Linked DNA regions of Zea mays: region 1 is linked to region 2. A link is a contact called in public Hi-C data. All regions are on one chromosome and are shown on one strand. The core of a region is the stretch at or near the end of the contact, and the rest is flanking DNA. Distances in the headings are between cores, read along the strand shown.

What was found. A called contact is a pair of places that touch in the nucleus more often than the background predicts.
Region 1: a Hi-C map of ear shows a contact between it and region 2, with 2.2 times the contacts expected there. The contact joins the promoter of LOC100191186 here to the enhancer-like site in region 2. A contact is called at or near these places in 2 of 25 Hi-C or Micro-C datasets (ear and tassel).

What each region holds. Positions count from the first base shown.
Region 1 is chr3:164,629,701-164,635,840 of Zm-B73-REFERENCE-NAM-5.0, forward strand. It overlaps LOC100191186, which reads left to right and starts at 1,654. Exons shown (of 4, transcript NM_001196816.1): 1 at 1,654-1,755; 2 at 2,132-2,317; 3 at 2,446-2,610; 4 at 2,982-3,259. The coding sequence starts at 1,750. The coding sequence ends at 3,038.
Region 2 is chr3:164,261,158-164,268,104 of Zm-B73-REFERENCE-NAM-5.0, forward strand. No RefSeq gene overlaps it. Among protein-coding and RNA genes, the nearest start is that of LOC103652331, 7.5 kb to the right of the region's middle. Within about 2 kb of position 4,079, at least 19 of the 20 cell types and tissues checked have an H3K27ac peak or open chromatin away from gene starts, as enhancers often do. A contact at or near this core is called in ear and tassel, where this site is marked.

The DNA of each region.
Region 1 (6,140 bases), core at 404-2,903, 370 kb after region 2:
TCCGGCCTTGAGAGCCGCGGCTGGCTGATCGAGGAGAGCCACCCGCCGGCCGGGTGTCGGGCGCCGGACGGGACGGAGGCGAGCGCGACGAGCGGCGCCCATCCTCGGGTGCGTGTAAGTGTGTTCGAGTTCGACAAGGGCACGCGCGCGACAGGGCACGCACACACACGCACTCATTGTCTACCATCGTGTGCGGTGGCAAGGACTTGGTGCCAAAAGCCGGCAACTTTACAGTCGTTACTGGACAGTGGACACAGGTAGAGAGACCGAGATTTGAGAGACAGACAGAGGTGACTGAGGGCAGGCAGCGACCACAGAAAAGACGAGCATCATCACTGCGCTAGCGCTATGGACACTAGCAACTCGGAAAGCGAGGGCTGGTGGCCAGGCCTGCCCCTCCTGCACACACCATGCACGGCTGCCCGATTGTTTTTATTTTGACTCTTTTTTTTAAAAAATAACGTATGCCTAGATCCGTGTCATATGTCTTGGTGATGATGTTTCAACCCTGTATTGCCGTGCCTCCGTTTTCTGGTTGCCGCTTGCTCTTCCTCTCTTCTCCGTCCTACTCTCTCCGTCCACATATATTTGTCACTACGGTATTCGTATGGCTCAAACTTTCTGAAATTTAACTGGATTTATAAAATATATTAGCAACATTTATATCTTCGAAAAATTTTACTATAAAAGTAGATTCAAAGATCTATCTAACGATACTAATTATGTACTATAAACATTCTATTTTCTTATATAAGGGGGTGTTTGGTTTATAGGGACTAATTTTTAGTCCCTACATTTTATTCCATTTTAGTTGCAAAATTGCTAAATATAGAAACTAAAACTCTATTCTAATTTCTAAATTTGGCAATTTATAGTCTAAAATGGAATAAAATGATGGGACTAAACATTAGTCCCTACAAACCAAACACCCCCTAAATGTGGTCAAAGTTAAAAATGTTTGACTCCTCGAAAAATAAGAACGGCCAACATTTATGGACGAAAGAAGTACGCGCCTATATATATGCTCATCGATCGCTGCCCCAGTTCCGACCCTGACTCCAACCTAGACCCTCATAGTCAGTCGGTGGTACGAGAAATAAATGAGGTCCATCTCAAACGGGATGAGACGGTTTAAATTGGAGCTCGAACTGTAGACTGTGACTGGCGTTAAACCGTATAACTTCAGTGTTATAGATCACGACATCTCTCCACATGGTTATACCCGTGTTAATGGATTGTTTGGTTGTTGCATGGAGATTGGAGGGTATTGAGTGGCATATAATTCCTTGTAAGTCAAAATAAGTAGTAAAGGATTATACCACCTTCAATCCCCTCCTATCTCTATGCAACCAAACAAGTGCTAATGGTCTCATCAAATATGTGAACGTAAACTTTTTTGGGGAAAAAGAATCTAATATAAAAGTCGGCACGGCTGCGGCATGAGTAAACTCTTGTGACTGGGGTGGGGTATTGATACTCATTGCCTGCCTGCCCGGGCTCGGCTCATTGAACGCTAGCTGCTGCTTTGGGCGCTCGCTTTTCCTCGAGGGCTTTCTGAAAAGTTCGGGTACGTGTGCCCCCACATTCTCTTCGGACAGGCCTTTCGGCTATGTATAGAGGAGGAACCCCTGTGCTCCGCTGCCCAATTCCAACCCCAGCTTTGACTGCCCTCGCTTGGTGCTCAGTTCTTTCCTCTGCTCCTCCGCCTCTTCTCGCACCTCGGCACCTTCTTCGGCAACTGCGAGCGAGATGGAGGTGAGCCGAGAATGCGTGTCTTTGTTGGGCTTCTTCTCTTGTTTTTTTGCAACAGCGAAACTAAACTATACGCCATGTCCTTGCTAACAGAGAAACAAGCCATGACAGTTGGAACATGCTCGTTTTACATATACATAGTAGACTAGTTATCTTACCTACTGTGAATCTGAAATATATAGTATTGCCGTAACAGTGTTTGTTTTCTTTTCAAACAAGCACGTACGTGTCCTACATTCACATACAGTTTTTTTTTTCTTTTGCTTCCAAACTTCCAGAGAAGAAGATTACACGAAACTGTATTGCATTCTTCAGTCGTACTGTTCAGTCGCCCACCACCAGTGGAGTAAAAAAAAAGTTTCGTTTCGTTTTCTGCCAGGCGCAAGACGACTGCAAGTGGCGGCAGATCCCGGCGTTCGGCGACTGGAACGTGTGGGACGGCGACATGCCCGTCACCCAGTACTTCCAGGCAGGGGCCTTCTTCTTCGCGGCGCCGGCGGAGAAGGGCGACGCGGATCTCTTCAAGGTGCCCCAGTTGCCTGCCAAGCCCTACGGCTACAAGAAGGTGAAAGAGCACTGCATCCATTTCTTTCATCAACTCCCCAGCACTGTTTCATACTCCGTGCCGTGCAGTCTGCACTAGTTAACAAAGGTGGTACTGACAATTCTGTGTCCGATGCCTGTCCTGTGCAGTGCGTTGTTCGAGTGAAGGGGGAGAAAGAAACCGCTGTGCCGCCGGCGGCGAGGAAGGGACGCAGGAGGCGCTGCGTGAGCGAGCAGCACAAGTGGAAGCCCAAGGGAGCTGTGGACGAGGACCTGTACAAGATCTCCCCGCAGCTTCTCTGCAAGGTGAAGAAGGCAAGTGCCCTGTAATCAAATCCTCCCTAGCTAGTTTGCTCTCAGATCAGTGCGTCTCTCGCTGCATGCACCCAACGTGTAGCTAAGTGGGGTTTTACCTTTTGTCTAGTTCTCGTCATGTGACTGTCCTTTATCTAGCCTAAGCTGACCCCTTTGCAAGTAGCTTTTGTTTGGATAGCATTAGATAGAACATCTACATTTGCCAAAGATGTGACCTTTTTTTCAAAAAGAAAGAAGCTTAAGCGCTTCATTTTTTTCACAGCATTTGGACGGCCTTTTGTCAAAGGCCATGAGCGATAAAGCTGGACTGTAAATTCAAGCGAGATTTTAGGCGAGGATTTTATTCTCATGACCTGTTCTTCGTTCTGCAGAAGAAGCTGCTGAGGAATTTGCTTGGAGGGTGCCTCGGCTTGGGCTGCATCGCCTGATAGTGAGAGATGCAGAGCTTAATAAGTTTCTTGAAAGTTCGCTTGCTTGGTGCTCTGGAGAGAGTTGTATAGTTGTCTACGCTAATATGAGATTAATGGAAACTTACTACTGCTTCTGCACTCGTTTGAATGTAACACTAGCTTGCATTCCATCTTTCCTACGGTTGCTTCAGTGCCTGACTAAGGGCTGTTTGATTCTGAAAATGTATAAATTCAGCCTTATTGTCTTTCACAGGTACGAATTGGACCTTCATTAACTAATGTGTTCAGCAAGACTTGTTAGCCCAAGTTGAATGGTTCAGGCAAGCTTGTCTGTAACCAAGGGCACCCCTGTCTGTAAACCCCTATTCAAGCTAGTCATCAATGTACGACAACTTTCCTGGTCCTGCATCCCATGTTCCCGTTTATCTTTTCTCTTCTCTCTCCTTATCTCTCACGCTTTACTAGGATAGTGTCACTGGGCATTAATAATATGTGGAGCTAGTTCAAACTTGCCACAACCTTTCGTTTCTCTCATCCCCTCCTTCCTTTGTGAGCCCCGGAGGAGAACGTGAGATTTGGGCTAAAAAAAAAGATTAAACCTATAAGTAAATTCCGAAAATAAGTACTCTGAGCGCTTCGATTCAAGATATTGGAGATCATACCTCTCATCCCCTCCTTCCTTTGTGACCGTTGATGCCGCGATCTTTGTCTCAGAGGGCATTCAGCATTGGACCCACCAATATATTCCGAAAGCTTTGACGAGATTAGATTTAGTTGGTCAAGCTGAGCATAACATAGAAGCAATAACATCCGATATGGGAGGAGGAAGAAAAGGATGTGTGACAGTAAATTAGGAAAAAAAATCATGATCTAGTACCATGTTAAAAGTGGCAAAAAACAATATTCTCATGAGGGTTGTACTCATCTATATATATAGAGATGTACATAAGAATGATTTACATGGTAGTTGAGATTAGACAACATAACCCTAAGGTGCCGTTTTGTTCACATGTTGGTAACATAATGTGTTACCAATAACGTTAAATCGTGTTTGTTAAGTCCAACCGTAATCGATATCACGCTACAAATGGATACCGCCTTATTGAAACTTGTTACCGCCGATATTTGAGTGTAAATCGTTACCACTACCATTTACGTTACATTTCATGAGCCAAATGGCACCTAAGCCTTTACATAGCAGGGAGCATCTCCAAGAGACCATGTTAAAACTCCCCAAAACCAGTTTTGGGGGTAAACTCTGCTGGTTCGTGCTCCAACATAGGCCCGTTCGTGAGCCGCATTTATGCGCGACCCGGAAAAACACGCGAGGATAAAAACTTCCCCAATCATGTGAGCGCGTGAAACCTGGTGAGTTCCCACCGAGATTGCGTCGGTGGATCCTCGAAACCTAGAGAGCGCGCAAAACCTGGTGAGCAGCAAAAATAAATATGTCCATCCACATGCATAATTGGACCAACGGTAGAGGCCAACTAGGCCAGCAACAACATCTGGAATTTTTAAACAGTAGCCCAGTTTCGTTTGAGCGTTCTTTTTTGCGAGAACTGCTGGAATTATACTTTGTATACACCATGAAAAAGATTTAGTATGCCTTCATAATCAGTTTTTGGGGAAAATTTGTATTTCCTTCTTTTGGAGATGCTCACATCACTACTAAAGTTGGGGGTGCAATCCCAAACACAACAGAATCAAGAGATGTAGTTCTTTCCTCCTACATATAACTTTCTGCTTTTAACGTGTATAATCTTCTATCTTTTAGCATAGAAATTAAAGCCTCCTGCAAATATGCAATAACCAGCCGAGCAGGCGATCAGTGGAGAATCATGTCAATAAGTCAACTTTAAATTTTAAAGTCTAAATATATTGTTCAAGTTAATACTGTAGGCTTCAAATTTTTACAACACATTAACAAATTTCATATAGAAGGCATATACATTTGCAGAATCTAATACAGTACACTGTTTACCGGATACTGTCAGTCAATCTACAAGACTGTACCTAGAGATGGGAGGTGGGGCTGGCTCCGTGCTAGAGAGTTACAGCAGGTGAGGGAATGTTTAAAAAGCTCCAGTTGTTAAAACCACACTTTTACAATACCATAGTCTAAATAATTGTTACTCCCTCCGTTTCTTTTTATTAGTCACTGGATAGTGCAAAATTGCACTATCCAGCGACTAATAAAAAGAAACGGAGGGAGGGAGTATAACGTAAGTAATTTCTATATCAGCCAATCTAACACCTGTTAATTTGGTGCCATGGTTTTAAGCTGTCATCAAGCTACATAGTAAGGTGTTGTCTAGCGATGATACAAGTGCAGGCGTGCAGCAGTTCACATGTACTATCTCCCATGATTTGATCATCTAGTTCCGGAACTCTTTTATCCATTCAAATTTCACTGGCCAATTTAGTTTTATGAATATGTGAAAAATAAAAGAAAGCTAGTTCGTGCTTTACTCCACCGTACCCTTGTACCCCTTGTCACCACGGGCGAAGCTAGGTTATATCTAGCGGATACAAATACACCCCTTAAAAAATATAAATTTTACAGATACAGTTAAAATTTCACGATATATGTATCTCTAGAAAAAAATTAGTATGCATCCACTAGACCAATTACACCCTCTTCAATTTCGCTCTAGCTTCGTCACTGCTTGTCCATGAGAAACACAATAGGCATGTATGTTTGTTTAAAATAAACATTAGGCTAGCATGATAAAAGAAAATCAGAACCAGAGAAACAATAATTGAATAAAAAGAAATATTATGTGCAACAGAAATATATCAGTTGCCTCCAAAAGAAGTGGATTACCATTGCATCAGTTAAAATTATGTCATTGTATTGCGATTCTTGAGTTTATATAAGAAATTACTACGAAACTATGGGATTGTTCGCTTCGGATTAAGCCAGTTATTTGGACTAAGACAAAACATTGTAAAGCAGTAGAAATCGGTACAGATTAAAGCCAAATCTTAAAAAAACTAAATGATATGGTCATATATGCACAACCAATCGCTATCTTTATTTAGGGTGTGTGTGGATGGACCTTGGTTGTGAAATTTTTTTTGTTATGGACTGTAAGCTGTCAAAAATATTGTTGTGGG
Region 2 (6,947 bases), core at 2,829-5,328:
TCCGGACTGTCCGGCGTAGAGTGCCGGACGGTCTGATGGAGGGCCGGACGGTCCGCGATTGTGTGCGGACGCTCCGACCGTGCTCAGAGTTGACTCACCATTTAGCGAAGATGGTGGTGACGGTCGTCCTGGATATGAGTCCATCGGCATACCAGAATATGGCTGGGGAAACCCATTTGTTGCCGATGTGTTTGGCGCAATTGTTTTGGCGCCTAATTTTTGTGATAAAAAACTAGGCATGTGAGTTTTTCCTAATGCATGCGTCATCCTTTTTATATCCTCTGTGATACTTTTAATCCGATTATCAAAAGAAATTTTAATAGATGGAATATCATCGACTGACCTGGCATCACTTATCGTGGGGAGCTGTTGCAGCACGGATGACATGTAATCGGCGTCTATTTCTCTCTCCTTTACGACCTTCTGGTGGCGATCTACCTTGAAGTGCGAGAGGTACCACTTTTTCGCCACCTTGAGCATCTGATCTTGTTGTCGTTGGATCTCCTCATCCATCTTCTTCATGTCATCTTTTAAGTTTTCATGCTCTGCGGCCGATAAATTAGTCAGCCTTGTGTCGCTGTTTGGAGAAGCACTGTTGAGATCTTTAGGATCGGCCATGTAAGCCTGATTTTGTAGATCTGCAACCTCGGTCCCCAGCAGAGTCGCCAAAAAGTATGTTGGCACCTTTTTTGGGCGCCAATCACTCAACAAGAACCGGCGGCGGTGCCCTCTGGTCAGGCGCGGACGGTCCGCGGCCTTGGGCCGGACGGTCCGTGACCTGGGCGCAGGAGCGGTGTCTTCCCTGCGTCACGCCGGACGGTCTGCAGCTCTGGGCCGGACGGTCCGCGACCTGGCAACAGGGTCGTCTTCCTCCTCCTTGCTGGAATCTAGATCTCGTCCCCTGGGGGGAAGAGATCTTAATGGTGCCCCGGGTCGACAGGTCACCCGAGGCGTCCCCAGACGACGTGGAGTCGCCTAGGAATTAAGAGATCAATTCGAGGAAGAGGTCTTGGATGGACAACTAGATCTTGCGGTCGAATAGGGGTGAGATCATAGGGTCGTCTTGGGATCGGCAGGCCACCCAAGACGGATCTAGACGACGTAGAGTCGAATAGGGGTGGAGGTGGATATGTGGAAGACTACAACTAGAACTATGCTACATCTACTTCTAGGGCAGGAAAAGTAAATAAGGTAATTGGTTCGATTGGAATGTGTTCGGGGGTTCTCAATCGACCGTACCCCTTTATATTTATAGGGGAGGAGGTCTGGACCTTTTCCTAAGAGATAGCCAACAAACTCACGCGCGATTAGATGGATAACCACGCACGAGATAAGGATAAACATTCGAGTTTAATCTAATCTCGGGATACGCGGACCGTCCGAGCCCAAGGGCCGGACCGTCCGCTCATTTTGGTGTCCAACAGGTGCCAATGCCAACTGCCAAGCCATGCCATGCTAACCTCAGCCCCCTGACGGGTCCTTTCACGGCCGACCAGCGGAGCGCGGCAGCAGGCTGCACTGCGTAGGCAGGCATGGCAGGAGAGGAGAAGAAAAAAAAAAACTGGGCGCCTTTTCTGAATCCATCGAGTCTTGTTACCACCACCACCACCACTAGTAGTAGTAGTAGCCCTGCAATACATACATGCACCAGAGAAAGGGGGCTTGAACTGTCCGTATCCGTCCCAGGCTTTTGTGCCATCGGCCATGCAGCGCAATCATGGACGCCAAGAACAAAGCGAAGCCATTGTTGACCCCCTCTCCCTCTCCCTCTCTCTCTCTCTGTCTGGCTGGCTGGCTGGCTTCACCACCAGAAAGATAAGCAGCGTCCTCCAACCGGAGCCGCAACGCGAGATTTCCGGCATGGCGTTACACACACTGAAAGACCGGAACGATGGTGAGCGGCCGCGCCACGAGACGGAGAGGGAGGGAGGCACGTCAGGTTCAGGTTTATTATTAGCCCGCCGATCGGCGAGAAGCGGGCCCTGCAACCGCAACCGCAACCGAGGCGTAGGCATGCATGCGTGCGTACCAGCAGCAGCAGCTACCACTGGCACTGGCTCGCAGTTGGCATGATGGAGATCCCCCTCCTAATCCGCGACCCCGACAGAAGCAAGCGGGCGGGCGAGCGCGGGGGGGGGGGGGGGGGGGGGGGGGGCTGTGCTCTGCATGCGCGACTCGTTGGCTGTGGCTGGTGACCCGTCGGCGTTGCCCATCGGCAGGTATGGATAGAGATAGACTCTCGTGTCGCGCGCGCCCCTCGTTCGTCCATCCGATCCCACAGTCAGGTACTCCCTCCGTTTCTTTTTATTAGTCGCTAGATAGTGCAATTTTGCACTATCCAGCGACTAATAAAAAGAAACAGAGGGAGTATGTATATACACGGACCGATTATTGCGTCCAGCAGCCACCAAAAAAGCAGTCCACAGGTACCCACCGTCGTACGAACACACATATTTTGAGCCAGGCCAATTGCATCTGATAGAGTACTATCATGGAGCATGGACCATGCTCACCCATCTGTGGATTTGTGCGGTTTCTATGGTTCAAGAAGGCTGTGAACGTACGTACGTACGCGGCGGCCTCCCCTGCCGCTCGGCTCGATCCCTGATGGTCCGCGTGCTTTGCTACCGTTGCCAGTCTCGCGCGCGGTCCTTGCAACCACGCCGGTGCAGCTTGCGATCACCCGTCAGCCAGCACCAGCACCACCACCCCCCGTGAGGACCCGCGGCTTTCTCGCGCGTCGCTTGGGGTTGTGCGCCCTGCCGTCCGGGCCACCTGCCCTCTCTAACACCCGCACGGCTGGCGCGAAGCGGAACGAGCGCGGCATCTCCGCGGTCCGTGGGATGGGTTTGTGCCGCACGGACGCGGCCACGGAGGCCCCCCCGCATGGCACGGGCTGGATTCGGGGCGGGGCGGACGCGGCGGCGGAGGCGGTGGTTCTGGCTGTCGGGGCGGGGAGCGAGGACGTGACAGGGTTCCGAGGCACACAGTCATCACACACGCGCGCGCGGGACGCATCCAGATCGGTCGGATTGCCGACGGGACGGGTGGATGGAAGGGGTCCCCGTGCAAGGGCTACGGTTGGCTCCATGCAGTGCCCCCATGCACACGCCTAGCTAGGTGCCTCCGCTGCCTCGGGTCTACGAGCGCCCGCTTGTTGAGGGAGCTCGTGGTCTCTATCGACCACCGCTCGCTTGCCGCCCGCGGTGGTGTGTACTTGGCCTAAGTTCTTGTGTTGTAGCTGTACTACTGTGCTTTTGATACAAAGACTACACAGCTGTCGGCTCGGTTCACGTGGCCTATATAGACGAGCATCTAGCCACAGGTCCAGATGACAAATTCGTGAGGCTTAATTAATTGCTGTTTCGCCTTTTTTTGATCCATATTAAATGTGCCTACTTACTATGCTTCCCGGTGCACAGCTTAGATACATGGATACATATATGATTGGATCTCGGACCCCGTTTGGACCGTAGAAATCAATCGATTATACACGGACAATACCAAGAAAAAAAAAACCCACGTACAAGGACCGGTTTATTTTCAACAGACCTCACACGTAACGGACGAACCTTGATGTTGAAAAAAAGGGAAGCATGCGGGTACTGCAGTCAATAAACCCAACCACAACCAACACATAAAGACGGGTAATAGCGCTGCACCGTAGCACGTTGATGGAACGAGGCACGCGCGCTTCAACTATAAAGACGGGTGATAGATGCATATGCAGCTAAAAGCATATCAATATGCCATACGGATACGGGCTAGGGTGCACGATCACCCTCATCAAAACACCGAGAGAGAAGGAGAAAAAAAAAGTTGTGTGCGGACTGTGCAGAGACCCAGGTCAACATGGCCTTCGTTTCAGCGGAACTCACGTCATCTCATCTCACCGTCATGATGCCCTAACAAGAATGAAATAGCAGCAGAATCGGGGGAACAGAAAACGGAAGATACTCTTAACGGGCTCCGAAGCGTCGACTAGTTGCCCATCAGTTTCTCGCGTCATTTGGGCCATTGTATTTTAGGCCCAATTTGTCCTCGTCCACACGCGGTCAGCCCGAACAAGCAATTGCAAGACAGGAGGCCCATCAAAGTAGCCCGGCTCGTAACATGTCATGTCACCCCCTCGGTCGTCCACTGGAGAGCCTCCTGCTGCTCGGCGCCGTTGATTTCCAGTTTGTTTTCAGCGAAATTCAGGCTCATACCTTCTCTGTGACTCTATGTCTGTGCACGGTGCGCTGCATACTTGTCTTGAAGCCTTTCCTCATATAAAAACAAAAAATGTTCAGCTGCGGGAGTTCGACATGTGCAACGCCAAGAACGAGGTGGCTGTTGCAATTGCAATCGAGCCCAATTTCCCGGAGTGCTTCAACAGCATGGCGAGTGCATGGAGGGGTGAGGCCAGTCTTCATGTGTCCAATAAAAATATCCGTAAATATATAGATGGTCAAGGATTAAATTTGTTTTTGGTGTAGATGTGACTTTCCCTCTGTTGGCTGCTAGAAAAACAGAAGCAAATAATATACCAATCTTGTGTATGGCTTCTTAGTCTCACCTACAATGGCCACACCACTGGTACATAGATATGAAAGTTTAGACCGGACTATTTAAAGCTGACATGGCATGACACTGTATAAAAATAAGAGTCCAAATTACGACCCGACACGAAAAAGAATGAGTTGTGCAAGTACGACCCGAACTGTCAGGTCGTACCGTGTCTCAAACTTAGTCATAATGGGCCACACAACACAACACGACTAGAAGAGCCGTGTTTGTAACGGCACGGAACCAAAAGAGGCACATATTAGAAAACTAGTGTTTAAATGGTTATTCAATACTATAATAACACTTATTTAATATAATAAAAAATTTCTAGTACCAAAAAACATCCGGATAGGCATATATGTTCGAGAAAAGTTTAATATAGAAACATATTTAGCGATTAATCTAATAACACTTATTTAATGTAATAAAAATCGTCTTTTTTATCTATAAACTTGATCGAACTTTCCGTAAAAGTGAAATCTGTTCACCTGTTCATTCGGTGTTCTTTTCTTTTCTTTTTTTTTTCAATTGCTCACTGTGGATCGGATATACGTCCACTCAGATCAATCGAATAATAAAAGTCCAAATCCAGCCGATCAGATTCGAAAGAAATGTATCATTGCACCGACTATATAGCAGGCCCAGGGACACGTACGCCTGCACATATAAACAGCAGAATCATTGCACGGCCACGAATTAATTAAATATTAGTGAAAGCAGCCTGCCCATATGTATGCTTGATCGGCAATGATCCTAGAATGATAGAAATCCATCACATCAAATGTTGATTGGGCGTGAAACCGGAAGCGGCGGCACAACGCGCAAAAATATCTCTTTCTTCACCATTCTCTACTGGTTCAGCCGGTCATGTATGACTGTTTTTTTTTTCTTGAGCAAAAGTGAGATGTCTAGTTTATTTACTATACATAGGCCGTATTAAATTTGCTGAGACCAAAAGTTAAAGGGATTTGCTCAGAAGGTACAGATCTCATTGGTGTGCAAATCAAGGGTCCAAATCCCAAATCAAATAGACATTTTGTCTCGTCTCCAACAGACTCTTTATTTTTTACTATCTATTTTTTTCATAAAGATTATAATTTATATATAATATTTCACTCCAATAGACTATATATCTATTTTGACTAGTTAGGTGGCTAGCCAAATTTAGCGAATGAAAGAGCCAATTTAGAGAGTCAAATAGTTTGATGAGTCAGACATCTAGTGTGTTGGAGTTATTTTGCTCTTGATTAGCCAAAATTTGACTTGATTAGCCATTTAGCTAACACTCCATTGTGTTAGTGCTTCCTAGCTAGTTTCCGCGCGTTTGGCAAAGTCTAAGCAAGAGGGTCATATCTGATCCGAAACGGAACGGAAAAGGCCCGAGCAGTCTGCTGCTGGGGGACAATATCATGAAACCCATTTGGGTATTCTAATCTTTTATATATAATCTCTCCCCCACACCCCAATCCGCAACCTTACTTTAAGTTCTATTATTGGAGCTAGCATATTTTATCCTCTCTTCTTCTTTCTTTTTTTTTTCGTGTGCGGACCTAACTGGAGAGCGACACATACTGATCATGGATTCATGGCAACCGAAAAAAATAGAGAAAACACATACTTTCTTCTGGTTAATTAGGGTCTCAGTGTCATGAATGGCTTAACACATGCATCCGCGCTAAACGTCCAATGTCACGTCAGTGTACCGTGCAATAACGCAGCTTTTTTTAATGCATAATACAAAAGGCATATATTCATGTATGCATGGAGCCATGGAATGTATACTTTTTTCCCATAAACCAAGATCACCTCATAGGGGTAAGAGATAGGATGTCAAACAAACCTTAACCCTTCAAATTATAGATCCAATACAAAAATAAAGTAATTAATAATAAATAATCCATATCTCCCAAATTATAGTTCTTTCTATAGCCCTCTTATTTTACGTCCATATTAGAATGAATGATAATAGATATAGACATACATATAAACTACATCCATAAGTTAATTAATGAATGTATGTTTAGAGCATGTTTGGATCCACTCTGGTTTTAAAAAACTAGTTTCTAGACTTAGTTTCAAGAAACTGGTTTTTAGAAGAAGAAAAAAACTGGATACAAGTGTTTGGATCCACTCGTTTTAAAAAGCTGGTTTCTAATTTTTCCTTTAACAATGACAATCATACCCTTTGTTTGTTTAGAGAATGTTGGCTTAGTTCTCCTCAATTTACTTCCCTCTACCCTCGCATCATATAACTGCCGGCTGGTTCACGCTGCATATGGTTCACATGCATTTACCGGCTGGTTCTCGCGTCATATAACTGACGGACTGCGGATCAGCCGCGAGGACGGATCGCACTAGAGAGAGAAGAAGGCGCACGATTAACGGTTGGAAAGGAGTGG